Regions from separate parts of the Sus scrofa genome. Here region 2 is linked to region 1. The links are chromatin contacts, called in public Hi-C maps. All regions are on one chromosome and are shown on one strand. Each heading gives the region's core, a stretch centred on a gene start, on an enhancer-like site or on the middle of the called end of the contact. The rest is flanking DNA. Distances are from core to core; before and after follow the strand shown.

Region 1 (5,198 bases), core at 1,543-4,042:
AGAGGTGCAGGAGGAGGACGGGCAGGAGAAGGATGAAGAGGGAGAACAGGTTCGGTGTTGGCAAGATCCGGAGAGACCTTGAATCTCCACTGCTGGATGTAATTAAAAAGGTGTGGCTAATTGGTTTAGAACCACAACTTCTGGGTGTTTACAAGACACACAGTGAACTGCCAAGAACTATATAGACTGACCACAGGGAAGGGTGGCTACAAAATTCTTAAAACATGATGCTCATTCCAAGTTCCTGGTGAGACTGATGGGGGTGAGTCAGGTTGAAGCCGAGATAAACATTTACTTATCAGATAAAGAGCCACTCTATCATCTAGGGTCTTGGACTTTGAAAGCATGTCTTCAAATACCAGATAATAGCAGAAAGGAAGAAGAGGATAAAGGGACTCTTGTCCCTGGGCTCTGGTGGTTTCACTGGAAAAGAAATATTGTGGTGGGTTGGAGAAGATGGAAAAGTACAAAGTTCCAGGCTTCGAAATGTGGTGATTGTACAATTGAGTTGGAAAACAGTTTGGCTCTGTCTTAAAAAGTTAAACATAAACCTACCATTTGATCCAGCCATTCCATTCCTAGGTATTTACTCAAGAGAAATGAAAACATATGTCTCTACAAGGTCTTGCCCAGGAATGTTCACAACGTCTTTATTTGCAACAGTCCCAAGCTGGACACAATGTGAATGTCCATCAAGTGATGAGGGGATAAACAAATTGTGGTATATCTGTACAATGGAATACTATTTAGCAATAAAGAGGAAGAAATGGTGGAATCTCAAAATAGTTATAACTGGATGGAAAAAGCCAGGTTCAAAAAATGCGTACTATATGATTCTATCCACATAAAATTCTTGAAAGTGCAAACTAATCTATAGTGGCAGGAAGTAAAACAGTGGTTATCTCAGAATGAACTATGCAGAAAGGGCAGGAGGAGTTCATCGTAAAGGTGGATGAGGAAAATTTGGGGGCTGCAGGATATGTTCATTATCTTGATGATAGGGATGGTTTTACAGGTGTACCTGTGTGTCAAAACGTAGGAGAGTTCACTCTTTGAAGGTGCCCAATTTATTGTCTGTTAATTATACCTCATTAAAGCTGCTACAAATAGATAAAAGTGGTGATTGAGAGAGTCAGTGCAGACTAAATTAAACAAGTCATAACTGCAAACTTACCCATTCCTAAACTAGAATGAATTCATTTCGGTGGAAACGAGAGGAGACAAAACAGACAACTTCAAGGAGGTTAGGATAGCAGGGAAGGGCCATTGTTAAAAGGGGGCACAATGGGAGTTCCGCTGTGGCTCTTCAGGTTAAGAACCCGACGTAGTATCCCTGAGGATGTGGGTTCAATCCCTGGCCTCACTTAGTGGGTGAAGGATCCAGCAAGCTTCATCATAGGTCACAGACGTGGCTCAGATCTGGTGTTGCTATAGCTGTGGCATAGACTGGCAGCTGCAGCTCTGATTCAACCCATAGCCCGGGAACTTCTGTATACCACAGGTGTGGCCCTAAAAAAGAAAAAAAAAAAAAAAAAAAAAAAAAGAAAGAAAGTCTCGATGGGCACGGGATATGGATCCAGACTGCCTGGCTGTGTGTCCTGGCCGCACGTACTTAGAAACTGGGCAACCTTTGGGCAAATTACCTAACTTCTCTGTACCTTAGTTTTCTCACCTGTGGAATGGGAATGGGAATAGAAATAGCCCAGATCTCATAGGATTACAGTGAACATTAAGTGAATTAATGTACAAAAATATTTAGAACCATGCTTGGCATGTATTAAGTACTCAGTAAATATTATTGCCACTGCTGTTAGCATTATCATCATTATCTACTCTTGAGCAGAACTCTGGAATGCTGATCTTTTGCAGCTCGCTTCTTTCACCTAGTATATTGTTTCTGAGGTCCATTTATATTGTAGCATGTGTCAAGAGAGCCCGTCCCTTTTTATGGGTAAATACTATTCCACTGTATTGGGGATAACAGATTTTGGTCACCATTTCTCCAGTTACGTGTGAGTTGTTTCCACCTTTGGGCTGTTAATAATACTGCTATAAACAATTATGTGCAAGTCTTTGTCCCCCTCCTTTTCTTTAAGGCTCGTATGTTTTGAGGGAATTCCCACTGTGGCTCAGCAGGTTAAGAACCCAACTGGTATCCGTGAGGATGTAGGTTTGATCCCTGGCCTCACTCAGTGGGTTAAGGGTCCCGTGTTGCTGTGAGTTGCGGTGTAGGTTGTAGATGTGGATTGGATCTGGCGTTGCTGTGGTGTAGGCCGGCAGCTGTAGCTCTGATGCGACCCCTAACCTGGGAACTTCCAAATGCTGCAGGTGTGGTCATAAGATGAAAAAAAAAAAAGGCTCATACTTTTTGAGATTCAAGCATGTTCTGCCTCCCTCATGTTGGTTGAAATGATAAAGCGAATGCAGTCATTTAAAGGTACCTTTGAATGTGATCTTCCAAACCCTCTCCTGTTTGGATTGGGCACGGTGCCCTCTCCAGCTCTTTGCATCTCTAGACACGTGCAGGAAATAAACATGTCAGAACATGGCAGCAACAGTAGAGACCAGAGGAGAGGTATGTGGGGTCATCATTTTACTGTCATGAGCTGTTCTGTTCTGAAAGGGAGCAGACCCCAGGTTCTGTCTGAACAGAAGCTGTGCATTAGCAGAGGGGGCATGGAGGCTGGGAGAAGGGCTGACATGTGTGAGAAGGGGGGCCAGCCAGATGGCTTGGTTTATCCGCCTCAGGGCCGGACCGGGAAGAAGCCCAGGTTGGCCAGGTGCTGCCTGGAGGCTTCCATGCTGCTTAGCCCCTGGGAGGCTGGGCCTCTGCCCTGGCACCTGAGCTCTCTGGGGAAGCAGGGGTGGCAGCGACTGGGAGACGCCTGTTGTTCCTCAAGTTCAGCAATTAGCGCCCTCTCTTTCAGGGCAGACCTCCTCTTAGCTCTAATCTGAAATGTCAGTTATTACACTCGTTTGATTTAAGTATAGAAGCGCCTCGGTTATGCTCTCAAGAGTAAGACAGAAATAGCTAGTCAGTGTGGGTGAGTAATCTTCTAAAAGCATTCACAGGGATCATCCTTGCCATGGCATTATGCACTCCTCCAAGTTGGAGTGAATGTCAGGCGTCCGTCCGGCATTTAGAGTTGGGGGAGGGGAGGCGGGCAGTTAGGGGAATCCTGAGTTAAATCCATCAGAGTTTCTGTCCTGGGTCATCCACCAAGCACTTGGTATTCTTTCAGTTCCCAATGTGGGACTGGTTGGATTTTACAGGAGGTACTGAAAAGCATGGGACACAGCCCTTGGGTCCTGGATTAGGTGCCGATTACAAGCAGTAGCTCCTGTGCACAGGTGCGCCTCTGCGTTTGAAAGTGTCGCATGCAAGGGGCTGTAAGAGTCATTAGCACTGGAGTGGGGAGGGGTTCCTTTGGACTGGGGCAATCTGGAAGGTTTCCTAGAGGAGGCAGCTGGTGAAAAGGTGAAAATATTGGGGATCGATTGTTTTGCTTTTACTTGATTCTCTCCTGCCTTTGTCTACCAGGGGCGGAAGCACCTTATACAAGAAAGTTCCCAAACATAAATAGAAAATTGAGGCCGCCAAAGGGAAAAAAAAAGTGGCTAATCTCGTTGCTCTGATGGAGCCCTGCATTTGGTTTTAAGCTTCTTGGCAGCCTGGCCATAATGAGAACCAGGTTAATTATATAGCTCCCTTGATCAGAAAGGGGAAAATCTCCCAGCTCCTGAAGGGAGGCAAAATTCTTCCTGGCACATTTTTCCCAAATCATTTTCTCATGTAGGAGTTTGTACCAGAGACACAGGGGCATAAAGGACATTGATCCATCAGCAACAAAAGCCTTTATGAATATGGAGATTGGATGCCAAGGAGTGACACAGTGAAGGTAATCAGGCCAGTGGCTAAGCTGGCAGGATCCTGTTATGTGGCTCTGGGGGCTTGGGCTTGAGGCAAAATGAACTTAGAATCATTCACTGGAGGCGTAGACAAAGGCGAAAGCCTGATGGAGCCTTTCTCGTGGGAATTCAGAGGGGAAACCTCCTCGGCCCTGGTGAGATGATACCCAGGGAAAGGATGCAGAAGCCGTCTCCCTGAGTTCCCACTGGCCAGCGTGTAATTACCATGTCTGGGGATCAGATTTGGTGCTGAGTGTCCTGGAAGCCAGGGGCACAAAAGGAAACACACGTCTGGTTCCAGAGTCTGGAGCTGGTCTTATCTCTGTCACCAGCACCCTTCAGTAGGCTGTGCCTTATTGGATGTGAATTGAGGCCTTAAAGCACCTGCTCTGGTCTCTGCCAATTTCTCAAGCAGTTGAAGTCTAGAAAGGGTATTTTTAACTTTAAAAAATAAATCCAAGATAGGCACAAATCTGGAAAAGATTGCATGCCAGTAGGTTGGCTTTGCCACTTTTTTTTTTTTCTTTGCTTTTTAGGGCCACACCTACAGCATGTGGAAGTTCCCAGGCTAGGGGTTGAATCTGAGCTGCAGCTGCCAGCGTATGTCACAGCTACAACCATGCCGGATCTGAGCCACATCTGCGACCTACACCACAGCTAATGGCAACGTTGGATCCTTAACCACTAAGTGAGGCCAGGGATCAAACCTGCATCCTCATGGATACTAGTCAGGTTTGTTACTGCTGAGCCACGACAGGAACTCCAGCTTTGCAAGTCTTCATACTCTCAGAAGCTGCCATTTGTTGAGGGTTTACTCAATCCCAAGCACTTTATCTACATTCTGTTTATGTCATCCTCACAGCAACTTCCAGAGGTGTGTGCTGTTATTATCTCCATCTTATTGGAGAGACTAGGGCTTGTGGAGATTTAAATATATTCTTAAGCCTCCTGTTTGAGGAAGAGTCCAACTGGCCCCACTCTGGGATCTGGTGGGTTGGGTCTTGGCTCCCTGTCCAATTCCTGGCCATGGAGCTCTCCCTCTCCTGAATTGTGCCTAGCCAGGGTTTTCTGTTCCAAGCTTGTCCCAGGGCCTTTTGTAGGAGATAGGCACTTCCCCATCTGGTCGCAAAGATTCTTCTGGGCTTCATGCTGCCCTGCCTTGTCCTAGAGTCATGCCCTTTCTCACTCTTTCTGCTTGAGCCAATTCTGTCTGCATCTCATCCGTCCCTTCCAAGAATCATAAAAGCAGTGTCCAGGTCTGCTTGTTTTTATAGCCTGTGTTCCCTTCA
Region 2 (5,198 bases), core at 959-3,458, 110 kb before region 1:
TAAATATTCTTCCAATACAAACCAGAAAGTTTGGCCAGGTCTTTTAGTTACCCCACTTTCCTCCACCCCCAGACAGAAAGACTTGTAATTGAAAGGAGATGTCATCCTGGGATTGGTCACATCTGGGGACTGCATTCTGATTTTCACATGGTGTAACAAGCAGTCTGCTAAGAGGCAGATGCTGCCTTCCTGCAACCTTACCAGGTCCAAGGAAATGGTTGGAAATTTGGAGGTTATTGGTTTTAAGACTGCTTAGTGCCACTGAGATGGCAATAGATTCTATTTAATATATTTGGGCTTCTTGCCCAAATTGGAGAAGTGGGGGAATATAATACCATGCAAAAAGTTCAAGTTTAGTGTGTCTTTAATTCTAAATATATTTTCTGTTCAACATACAGGAGAGGAGGGATTTTGGCCAGTGTCTTTCAATCTTTTCTTCTCTGTTTTCAGGCAAGATAGAACTCATCCAACAAAAGAGTAGAAGAAGGTATGAAACACTCAAGAATCCCTAACTTTACGAAAGAAGTCTGTGCCTTTCTCAACTCCCCCACAGGGCTGGGGCTGGAGTGAGGCACAAAATTTCAGGGATGCCAATAAACTCAGCAATACAAATAATTTTTTAATGTGATATTTAAAATTATTCAAAATTTGAATATTATGTTCATCCTGGAGTTCTACATTCGTTTTGATTTTTTAAAAAAATATTGCATTAAAATATTTTTTATCTTGATGGCTGAGTTTGTTGGTAGCCTTTCAATTCTGCCTCTTTGTCAGGCATCTCACTCATGTCTAGCTCTGGCTCTGCTTCCAAATGCCTTTGTAGATCCAGCCCTATTTGCCAGTGTCTCCCATCACATGCCTTATGAAGGGGGAAGCATTAAATAAGAATAGAATGGTGGAAGGAAGAAGCAAGAAGGAAAATTTTCTGATGATCAAAGAAATCAAACGTGAGCAGCAATGAGATATCCCACGTGTGCTTTGTCAAACTGACAGACTTTAAAATAAGCCTGCAGCTGGTGGGAGTGGCCCTGGAAGGCACAACTTTTATATCCTGGCTTTTAACATGTGAATGGTCTCCACTGTCCCTAAGACTACACACCAGCATTCTCTGTACTTTGCCCCTGCATCCAGGAGGCTGGGCTTCAAGAAATTACTTGAAAGCTGGGGAAGAGAGCAGTGGCTGCAGGCCTTAGGAGAGGTTTTGCCACCACCACCTTGGCACTTTTCTGATCATTTCTGCAACCTGTGTGCGGCTCTGGGTATCCCGTTGTTCCAGGGGACTGCCTCTTTCTTCGCTTTTAAGCTTTTTTAAGCCTTTGAGCCACAGGCGGTGATAACCTTTTACCAGTGAGAAAAAGTGATCGAGAGGTAGGTTTTACATTTTGGCCGACGCTAACCAGACTCACAAGATAAACACTCAGCTTACCACGATCCCTACAAACGCCCTGACTTGACTTGGCACAAGGGTGAGGGCCGAGGTTTTCTTTTTCCGTTTGCACAACAGGTTGGGGAGATGACCTCTTCCCAGCTCTGTCCTTCGGCGGTTCCAACCAGGGCCGCGCCTGGGACCTCCGCGCTCTCCGCCCCGCCCTCCCAGGTTCGCGTCCCCAGGCGCGGGGCCGTCCCTCTCCGGGCCGCCTTCCCTGTCCCCCGCTCCCCGCGGAGGAAATTCTTCCCCAGCAGCCCAGGGCTCGACTCACGTGATCAGCCGCAGCCGCGGCTTCCAGCGAGAGTTTAAAGGTTACGGAGGAAATTAGCACAGAGCCACTCGCCCCCCCCCCTTTCCCCCACCTCCCGCCATCCCGGTGGACGCGCCCCGTTTTCGGGCAGCTCGGACGGCCGCTGTCAGCGCGCTGCCCAGAGCCCTGTCCCCCAAAAGGGCATAGGCAAGGTCCAGAGTAAATATGAAGTCACTTTGTAGAGAATAAACAAACACAAAACGGAGCCAGGGAGCTACTAAGCTTTCACTTGTCAACAAGTTCTTGCAGCCGGAGAAGTCCAGGGCAGACCCCCAAAGGGAGAACGTCCCCAGAGAATGGGAAGAGACGATACATGTTTTAAAACACATACCAAACCTTGCACAGCCTTCCCTTTCCCCCTTCCCCCACCACCGTGGAGCGGAGCGTCTCCGGACAGAATGACAGACAGACCGGCCAATACTCCGCAGGCTGCCCTAGCCTGCCAGAGTCCGAGTAGAGGTGGGGCTGGGGGAGGGTCTCGCGTCCTCTCCGGCAACACGACCCCCGCCACTCCTCCACCCCTGGTTCTAAAAGAGTGTTGGCGGCCGAGCCCGGAGAGATGCGCGACCCACTGGTCCCCGGGCGGAGACCACAGACCAGGTACGGATAACTGGCGGGCCCGTAGCCCCGCCCTCAAGGCCGCCACTCCCCGGGGTCCCGCGCGGGGTCCCCGCCTGGCTCCCCGGCCCGCCGCCGAGACCCAGGCAGGCTCGTCTGCTCTCTGTAGTCCTCTCCTCTGCTCACTTTTCCCGTATTGCTCCCCCAACCGGCAAAACTTTCTATTTCCCCAAACACAGGAACGCGCGCGCGCGCGCGCGTACACACACACACACACACACACACACACACACACACACACACACACTGACGTCTTTTGCGCATTTCCTGCATTAGAGGGAGGGAGACTCGCTCGCACACCGACGGAGGGAGAAGAGACCGAGGGGGAGAGCGGGCGGCGAGCGAGCGGCGGCCGAAAGCGGGGACGCGGGGAGCGGGGCGGGCGGGCGCCGGCGCCCGGGAGGTGGGGCCGCGCCGAGTCGCAGTCCCGGCCCCGCCGCCGCGCTGCGCACCGCCCGGTGCCGGCCTGCGCCCCGAGCCCGAGCGGCGGCCACCCCGACTCCCGAGCCCGCGCGGATGTGAGATTCACGGCTCCTGGCGCCTCCTGATCGCCGACTGCGGCGCGGCGCGTCTTCGTCCAAGAGGAGGCGGCCGGGCTGGCCGTGTGGCTTGTGGATTTTTAAAAATTTGGCTCCGAAGAGGACCATTTCCTCTCGACATGCATCCCTCCGGATAGACTGTACATCCCTCGGTCCATCCCCCGCCCCGCGCGGTCAGAGGCAGGCGCTGGGTGTTCGAAGAGGATCCGGGTTGAAATCTGCGCCCCCGGTTCAGGTCCCCGCCCCGTCCCACCGCCCCCTTCTCCTCCCGGAGTCGAAATTTCCCGGGGATTATGTTTCGGAAAGGTAGGTAAGAGCCGGGCGCGGCGCCCGCTTCCCGCAGCCCGGACTCGGAGAGCCAGCGAGGCAACGAGACAAGCCTCCGCGGCTTGCAGCGAAGCCGACAGCTCGTCTCCTCTTCTGGAGGTGCTGCTGGTGGTAGGGGGGAGAGACTTGCTCCAAACACGGACATCCCCCAGCTCTCCCCCCCTCCCTCTTTTCCGTTAGGAACCCAGCGAGGAAATACATGCACTGGCTGAGAATCGCCCGCGCCAGGGCGCAGCGCTACAAGGTGTAGGGAGAGTGTGGGGTGGGGCGAGAGGGGACCCAGGAGTCCCTGTGGCTCGGAGCGCCGCGGCGTCGGTTCTTCGTTCCTGCCCTCGGGGCGGACGGAGTGACCCCGGCTCCCACTCCCCGCCCCGACCATGGTAGTGTTCAATGGCCTTCTTAAAATCAAAATCTGCGAGGCCGTGAGCTTGAAGCCCACAGCCTGGTCGCTGCGCCATGCGGTGGGACCCCGGCCGCAGACTTTCCTTCTGGACCCCTACATCGCCCTCAACGTGGACGACTCGCGCATTGGCCAAACGGCCACCAAGCAGAAGACCAACAGCCCGGCCTGGCACGATGAGTTCGTCACCGATGTGTGCAATGGGCGCAAGATCGAGCTGGCTGTCTTCCACGATGCCCCCATCGGCTACGACGACTTCGTGGCCAACTGTACCATCCAATTTGAGGAGCTGCTGCAGAACGGGAGCCGCCACTTCGAGGACTGGGTGAGTTGGGCGCCTCCAGGTCCAGGAGCCTGGCTGTGGGGTCCAGGGGGAAACCTCGCGGCCTTGGCTTGGGTGGTGGGGCGCCGGGACTTAGTGCCATCTGGGGTGTCTGTGTGTGTATGTCTCAGTTACCGTGAGGAAGCACACTCCACTTTGTGGTTGGGGAGAAGCAGACATTGGGGCAAGGGAGATGACACTTGGGAAGAGGGTATGGCCCTCTGCCCTCGCCAGACAGCTGGTGCTAAGAGGAGCTCGCAAGCTGGGAGCCTGAGCCGCCAGTGCTGAAGGTTGGCGGAGAACCCGGTGCCTTCCGCAGGCGCGTGGTGGGCCGGCTGTGTGTGACTGAGCGTGGGTGAGCTCCTCTGTCCTTGGAGAGGCACGTGGAGCCCTAGACTGAAGGCTTCTTGCACGTCCTGGCTTTGTCCTGTGTGGCCGAGTGAGGAGCCGTTTTATTTTTCCCGCAGGGAGGAAGCCAGCTCTTTTCTGTTCTGTTGCCTGGCGGTTAGCTCATCTTCTGACATATAGGGAGAAAAATGCCTTCTCCTTTAGTCCCCTCCAGGGTCCCAGAAACATCAGCCAAGCTGTTTTGCCCAATGCATTGCCCATCCATCCGGATCGAGTGTTGTAGTCTCGGAATGGTTTTGCTTGTGATTGTAAGTCAGTGCTTTGAACCCTGCTTAAAGTTATATTGTTTCCTTGTTTTGATTTTCAAGACTCTGCAATGAGATACTATTTCTGGTCCCAGACTAAGTTAATTGATTGCATTGTCAAAATATTAGGGACTTGGAAATAGGCCTTGTCCACATACTGTAAGCCAAATGCACTCAACCTTGGCTCTCAGAGAAGCAGAGAGAAGCAATCTTGTTTTAGCTCTTTCTTGGTGGGGAGGTGTTAAATTAGGAAATGGATTTCTTTATTTTCAGATTTATTACGTGTTTCCATCTAGAGCAGGTGTGGATTTGGGTGTATATGTTTTCAGAGTTCTTTGGTCTACACACAAAAAAAGAGAGATATCTCATCCTTACAGAGAAGAGATGTTTATTGAAAACAACTTCATAATTGTCCTAGGGTCAGAGGTTGCACATGAATCAATTTGGCACATCGCCACACACACACACACACACACACACGATATACACACAGATTAAATAAATATATATATATATTTTTTTTTTCCTCAAGGAGATGTATTTTAGGGGAAAATAGTCAAAAGTCTCTTCCCTTATATGCTCACGGCTGTGATGTACTCT

Evidence for each region. Hi-C and Micro-C count contacts between places; a contact is called where the count stands out from the background.
Region 2: a Hi-C map of skeletal muscle shows a contact between it and region 1, with 3 times the contacts expected there. The contact joins the promoter of PRKCE here to the enhancer-like site in region 1. A contact is called at or near these places in 1 of 5 promoter capture datasets (liver), 7 of 47 Hi-C or Micro-C datasets (embryonic fibroblasts, fetal skeletal muscle, liver and 3 more) and 1 of 2 datasets of contacts at active chromatin or transcription factors (skeletal muscle).

The regions. Positions count from the first base shown.
Region 1 is chr3:94,753,530-94,758,727 of Sscrofa11.1, reverse strand. All of the region lies in intron 2 of PRKCE (protein kinase C epsilon type), which reads left to right. Among named protein-coding and RNA genes, the nearest start is that of PRKCE, 110 kb to the left of the region's middle. Within about 2 kb of position 2,792, at least 5 of the 83 cell types and tissues checked have an H3K27ac peak or open chromatin away from gene starts, as enhancers often do. A contact at or near this core is called in fetal skeletal muscle and skeletal muscle, where this site is marked.
Region 2 is chr3:94,861,559-94,866,756 of Sscrofa11.1, reverse strand. It overlaps PRKCE (protein kinase C epsilon type), which reads left to right and starts at 2,208. Exons shown (of 16, transcript XM_021088295.1): 1 at 2,208-2,339; 2 at 3,404-3,948. The coding sequence starts at 3,601.